2 separate regions of the Mus musculus genome follow, and region 1 is linked to region 2. The links are chromatin contacts, called in public HiChIP or PLAC-seq maps. All regions are on one chromosome and are shown on one strand. Each heading gives the region's core, a stretch centred on a gene start, on an enhancer-like site or on the middle of the called end of the contact. The rest is flanking DNA. Distances are from core to core; before and after follow the strand shown. Region 1 has its middle 21 kb from the start of Eps8. Region 2 overlaps Eps8 (epidermal growth factor receptor pathway substrate 8).

Region 1 (3,355 bases), core at 154-2,653, 110 kb after region 2:
AGCCCTAAGTGAGATTGTATTGCTGACATAGGCACAGCTATAACAAGGGTCAATGCCCCAGGGCCATGGGACATCAGCAAAGCCTTTCTCCACGTGGGTCAGGGTGGAAATTGGCAAAGCCTTCCTCCTCTGGCCTAAGTATGAGTGTTTAAAGATGATGGATCCGTGTGTACAAACTGAGCAACTGCAGCTTCCTCCTCCCAGACAGAAAATAGGCTGGAAACAGAGACCTCCTACTGTGACTGGCTAAAGCCTCTTTTTGTGCTGAACATATAAACTACTGAAGTTCCAGTCAGCAGCAGGTGTAGCTCCATCTAATGGCACATAACCCGCCTGATTCTGTATTGCTAGAGTGTGTCTCTATCACTGTCTTTTCTTCATTTCCTGCCTGCCTCTACTCAGAGTCCCCAAGACCAAACTGTGCTGAGAAAGGCCACATTTGGTTCCCACACACCCAAATTGGAACCCCCAGTAAGGATGGAGGCTCAAGCTGCTCCCAGCATGGTCCCCACTGCAGAAACCACTCTTGACTCTCCCAGGGCCTTGATGTATTCCAGCAACATATTTCAAGTGACTGTGGATATTCAAAAGTACTGCTTCTTACACAATTATTATAAAAATTTTTCTATTATTCAATCATGGTTAAAGTCACATTCACTAAGTATATAGATTTTATTTCAGATCCCAATAAACAATAATACACACACACACACACAAGCAAAGGGACTGGAGAGATAGCTGTTCTTGCAAAGGACTCAAGTTTGGTTCCCAACACCAACAACAGGCAGCTCAGAGCCTCTGGCTCCAGCTCTAGGAGATCTGAAGCCCCTGGCCTCTGTAGGCACCTGCACTCATCTATACACACAGAGACACACATTCATGGGCATAGTCAACTATAATAAGAAAATTAATAAAAAGAGTAAGCAAGTGTGCCTTAGTCAATGTTCCATTTCTGTGAAGAGACACCATGACCAAGGCAACTCTTAGAAAAGAAAGCATTTAATTGGGGTGGCTTGCAGTGTCAGAGGTGCAGTACGTTTTCATCATGGCAGGAAGCATGGCAGCACTCAGGCACCCACGATGCTGGGAAAGGGGCTGAGAGTTCTACTTCTGGATCTACAGGCAGCAGGAAGAGAGAGACTCTGGGCTTGGAGTGCCTTTTGGAAACCTCAAAGCCCACTCTCAGTGACACATTTCCTCTCAAAAGGCCACACCTTCTATTTCTTTACAATGGTGCCACTCCCTGGTGACCAACTATTCAAATCTGAGTCTATGGGAGCCTTTCTCATTCAATCTACCACAGCAGGGCATTTTTAAGTTTCTTTGTTATTGAGTCTACTCTATTGTCTTAACATTTTGCTAAATCCATAGGTTTGGGTTTTTTTGTTTGTTTGCTTTTTAGTTCCCACTCCTATCCCCGCCCAGAGACTGTGTATCCCTGGATGTCCTGGAACTTAATATGTAGAACAGGTCTTCTTGGGCTTTTACTGCTTTGAACAGACACAACCAAAGCAACTCTTACAAGGACATTTATTGGGGCTGGCTTACAGGTTCAGAAGTGCAGTGCAGTATCAGCAAGGCAGGAGCATGGCAGTGTCCAGGCAGGCATGGTGCAGGAGGAGCTGAGAGTTCTACATCTTCATCTGAAGGCTACTAACAAAATACTGACTTCTAGGCAGCTAAGATGAGGGTCTTAAAGCCCACACCCACCGTAACACACCTATTCCAACAAAGCCCTACCTCCAATTAGTGCCACTCCCTAGCCTAAGCATATGCAAACCATAACGCACTAGCCTGCCTATTCAGAGATCAGCCTGCTTCTGCCTCCCCAGTGCTGGTAATTAAGGCTTGCATTACTACCCCTGGCAAATCAGTGGTTTCTAAGTACAAACCACAGAATGAAAACCAGCCCACGAGTCTCTGAGCTTCACAGTAATGTTCTCCACTGGTAGAATTCAATTACTACAGCCAGCATGCCTGAAAACAGCGCACAGTTGATGTACCATTCCATTTGAGTTCACTGAAATAATTGCTTATATTTCTATTAGGCACGCATGCAAGATCCAAACGTTAAAGAGGCAACTCTATTATTATGCATGTGAGTGCTGTTTGAAACATTAAAACAAACGCAAAAACATTTTTTTTGAGACTATGTGACTAGCAAAGTTTTAGTGCAAATGCACTATTTGAAGTGGCTTTTTGTTATACTGAGGCATATTCACAACTGTATTTAAGCCAGCTCCGGAGTCACCCCAAACTTAGCAACTTAAAACAGCAGTGCTCATTTATTTAGTTCATGTATCTGCAATTTGATCAAGTTTGGGAGAGGCAGTGACTCTCAGCCACCCCAGTATCTGTTGAGGAAGCTTGACTGGGGAAGATTCCACTTCCAAGATAGTTGGCTGTTGTAGGAGTTGGTACAGTTCACAGCCAGTTCAAGCTACTTTTTAAAAAAATAAAACTCAGATGGAATGGCCTTAACCTTTCTTGCTCATAGTTGTGAATGCTAGACGTCCAGGGTACCAGAATGATGGCGACTGGCGAAGGCTCACTTCCTGGTTTACAGATGACTCCTCTTATATCTGCGACAGGGAGAGAAGGATTGAGAAAGAAAGTCAGGAGGACAACTCTTTTCTTATAAGGGCACAATCATGACATGCGGGCTCTCTGTTCATATGGATTTGGGTGGAAACACTTCGCAGGTATTATTAACAGGGGGCGCTCTTCTGTAAATTCTGTCAGGACTATTGTCTGAGAACATAGGCCCTTGCCCCATGAGTATATGTCTCGATTTGGGCCGTAAAGCATGGAGGAAACAAATTCCTCAAACCCAGTGGGAAAGGTTCTAATACTTTTGTTTATTCATAAACGGCAAAAAGCAGATAAATGGGTTTTTTGGGGGGGGTTGGTTTTTTGAGACAGGGTTTCTTTGTATAGCCCTTGCTGTCCTGGAACTCACTTTGTAGACCAGGCTGGCCTCGAACTCAGAAATCTGCCTGCCTCTGCCTCAGATAAATGGTAAAATGGGCCCACATTCGTTCGTTCACACAAACACTCTCTCACTAACCTTTCTAGTCTGGCAGGTGTACCCTGAGTTCCAAGCAGCAGGCAGGAAAGATGCGATTCAAAGTGGCGTGCAGCCTTTGCTAGATAAGCAGCGGATGTCCGTGTGGGGTCCACGCGGCACAAAGTTTCTCCACAAGACTCTTGGGAGTTGAGCCATTTTGCCATGTCCACTAGAGTTTTAAAGCTAAATTCAGCCAATTACAACTAAGGCGTTCCACACATTATTCTCTCTCTCTCTCTCTCTCTCTCTCTCTCTCTCTCTCTCTCTCTCTCTCTCTCTCTCTCTCTC
Region 2 (3,277 bases), core at 170-2,669:
AAAGAAAAACCCAGATAGTCTTTACCGCCAAAATTTAAATTGCTTTTAGCTCTGAAAATTTTCCTCTTTGTTTGGGGAAGATGTATGTGTGTGTAGGGGTATGTGTGAATGTGTGTGTGTGGGAGGGGGGTATGTACATGTGTCCATACCTGTCTGCCTGTCAGTCTGTGTCTCTGTGTCTGTGTGAAGGAAAAGTAGGTTTTCATTAAGCAGTCTGAACTGACCAGCCAACGAGTTTGAGGGACCCATCCTCCCCTAGCCCCTCGGCGCTGGGATGACAAGCACACACAAGCTTGTTTTAACACGGGCTCTTGGCATCAGACTGAGATCTCTGCAAGTGCTTTGCCAGTTGAGCTATCTCCTCAGACCCCCAAGCATGTGCCTTTATTTCCTAAGCAACTGTTCTCTCTGAGTCAACTGTGCAGAGCCCATTACAGAAGCAACAAATAACAAGAGTGAGGTCCACAGGTGTGCCAACCATTGCCGTGAAATCTTTGCATGTTTCAATATGGTTGATAATCACAAATCCTCTAAAGAGGCATGTGCCACTCTCTCTATTTACAGGAAACTGAGGCACATGGCACAGAAATACCTGATCCACCATCACCCAGGCTAAACACAGTTGAAGACTTTAACACAGATAGATAAAGGCAAACCTCCAAGCCCTGAGTCTCCAAGTGTGCCCTGGTCTACGAGCCTTGCCTTTTAGGATAACTAAGACGTTAAGAGCATGTTCCCCCTACCACCACCACCACCACACACACACACACACACACACACACACACACACACACACACACACACACACACACAACCTAGATCTACCTGTCTCTTTCATACATTCGTCTGAAACTCCCCGTGTGACTTTTCTGTCAGTAGGAATTGAGTCCTTCTGCAGTATTTCATTGTTCAGCCAAATGGACATGAGCCTCCCTTGTTTGTGAGTTCTGTGTATTGGCAGTATCAAACAGATCTATTAAAAACACTAGCAGGATCCTGTCCTCCACAGGGCCCTTGGGGAAGAAAAATACACATAACATTTCCGTCTTCAAAATAACAAGCAATTATACAGGACCGTGCAGTTTGTTTCCTCTTGAGCAATCCACCCTGGAAAGAGTTCAGACATCTGAGGCCTCTAGAATTTCACTTTCAGCAAGAAGACTATCCTCTTACACACCAGTCAGCAGCCGAGAAGCCCGCTCGATCTGTAACAAGTTCTCGGGGAATTAGCTCAAGTGTTCTGTGATTATGTGTTTCTAGTTCCAAAGAAGTGAGAAAATCCGAGGAGGTGAGGCAGAATAACACGCGAACTGAAATGCGCCTGGCACTGTGACCTTCAGATTAGCGCCGAGCAGGCAGTGTAATGGGCACAAATGCATCCACTAAGGAGCCCTCACAGAGGCAGGCTAAGAGGAATGCCTTCCCAGTTGGAGGTACTAAATATGCAAATGTACACCAGGCAGCCAGCATGCCTGGTGTGATTCTAGGGTCAACAAAGTGTCACCCTGGTTCCTTAAAACATATCCATTACCCAAGCTGCACAGTGGATGCCAATGCACTTATGGAAATGAATTCGTTCTTTCAAGTTAAACAGTTGTGTTCCCCAGAAAGCACTACTAAACCATAAATGCTCCTGAGAGCAATCACATATTATGCCACAAACATGTAAGTAAGAATTATCAGATAATTCCACCAGAATAGGAGGACTCTAGGGGCTCAAAGGCCTAAGAAGCCAGTGTCCCCAGAAACAGAAGAAATATGCTTCCAACAGATGCAGTAGTGAGCTACTGAAAAAGAAAAAAAAATGCCTGTTTAATATTCTCAACTATTCTCAACTATGAGAGAAATAGCAGCTTATACATGGAATGAGTATTTTCTAGAGCGAAACATACTATGTGGCCCCCAAACCCACCTCATTTAGGGGAAATGTATGGCCTATAACACGTGCCCTGCGTGAAGGCATACAGAGCAAACACGATTCACTCACTGCCTGTAGGAACATTTGGGCTAGCAAGACATACATGCAAATAGGAAAGTGGAACACAGGTTAGTAACACTGTCATTGGGATACCAGCAACATCCTATGGAACTGTCTTCCCAGCAGCAGCTGTCAGAGCAATATCCTAGAGGAAGCAAGTATTGGATGGCACAGCAGTGGCCCACTGGTGTGGGTATGGGCAGTCCTGGGACATCCCAGGCATGTCCCAAACGTTTATCTAGTATGGCTTTAACAGTGACTGGAAACGACTGGAACCAAGAGAAGAAAAGGATGAAGGAATGCCTAATGACGGATCCTGAGGGACCTTGTGGAATGTCTGGGGAACACCTTTGAAAATGCTAAGTCCAAAGACAATTATCTATTTATTATTAGAGCTTAAGAAACTATCCGTGGGGGTATTTCCAGGACGGGGATTGTTTCTGGTGCTCAGAGTTCACTAATTTTGAGATAATTTTGTCTGATCTTTTCATTTTGGTGGGAGCATCTACATTCTACCCTATTTATTATTTTAAAATGCACCCCTCTGCTGTTTCCATAGCAACAAACTGATTATCGGCCACCCTCTAAGCATCTGGTGACAGGGACTGGGATACAGTGAAGCCAATGAAGTACTTGCTGTAGAGGCATGAGTTTGTGAGTTCAGATCCCCAGCACCCATGTAAGAGCTGGGTGTGGCTGTGCGTGCCTGGAGCTCCAGTGGTGTGTGAATAGAGGCAGGCGAGTTCACTGGCCATGCAATGACCAAATGGATGTGCTCTGAGTTCAGTGAGACCCTAATCCTGAGACTGCCTGCCGTCTGTGGTCCATATGCATGCACACCTGTGTGCACACAAACGCGTTCCTATCACACACACACAAGAACAACAGTGACGCCATACATGGCGGTGTGCATGCCTGCGATCCCAGCACTCAGTAGGCTGAGGCAGGAGGATTGCTGTAGTTTGAGGCCAGCCTGGGACTCATAGTGAGTTCACATTCAGCTTGAAGTACATAGAGTTTAACCCTGTCTCAAAAAGAAACAAACAAACAAACAAAAAAACCTAAATCAACTGAATAAAAGAGACACTGAGAATATATTATCTTTTCCTTTGTCAAAAATTGCTTTGCCTTTTCTTCTAAACTAACCCCCTTTCTTTTTCCTTAATTTTGCCAATCCACGTTTAACCTCTATTTTGTGGCAAACTGTCTTTTTTTTTTTTTTCCTTCTTTCTTCTGGTTTTCGGAGACAGGGTTTCTCTGTGTAGCCCTGGTTGTCCTGGAACTCACTCTGTAGACCAG

Evidence for each region. HiChIP or PLAC-seq counts read pairs in DNA pulled down with a chosen protein or histone mark.
Region 1: a contact with region 2 is called in an H3K27ac HiChIP or PLAC-seq map of embryonic stem cells, with 11 read pairs. The contact joins two enhancer-like sites. A contact is called at or near these places in 4 of 39 promoter capture datasets (the 3T3-L1 cell line, 3T3-L1-derived adipocytes, the C10 cell line and 1 more), 1 of 15 datasets of contacts at CTCF or cohesin (the NIH/3T3 cell line), 8 of 484 Hi-C or Micro-C datasets (the MC3T3-E1 cell line, cardiomyocytes, granulocyte-monocyte progenitors and 3 more), 4 of 115 datasets of contacts at active chromatin or transcription factors (embryonic stem cells, heart atrium, kidney and 1 more) and 3 of 9 other capture datasets (adipose tissue, liver and pancreatic islet).

What each region holds. Positions count from the first base shown.
Region 1 is chr6:137,668,303-137,671,657 of GRCm38.p6, forward strand. No RefSeq gene overlaps it. Among named protein-coding and RNA genes, the nearest start is that of Eps8, 21 kb to the left of the region's middle. Within about 2 kb of position 1,404, at least 4 of the 459 cell types and tissues checked have an H3K27ac peak or open chromatin away from gene starts, as enhancers often do. A contact at or near this core is called in embryonic stem cells, where this site is marked.
Region 2 is chr6:137,559,347-137,562,623 of GRCm38.p6, forward strand. All of the region lies in intron 2 of Eps8 (epidermal growth factor receptor pathway substrate 8), which reads right to left. Among named protein-coding and RNA genes, the nearest start is that of Eps8, 88 kb to the right of the region's middle. Within about 2 kb of position 1,420, at least 192 of the 459 cell types and tissues checked have an H3K27ac peak or open chromatin away from gene starts, as enhancers often do. A contact at or near this core is called in embryonic stem cells, where this site is marked.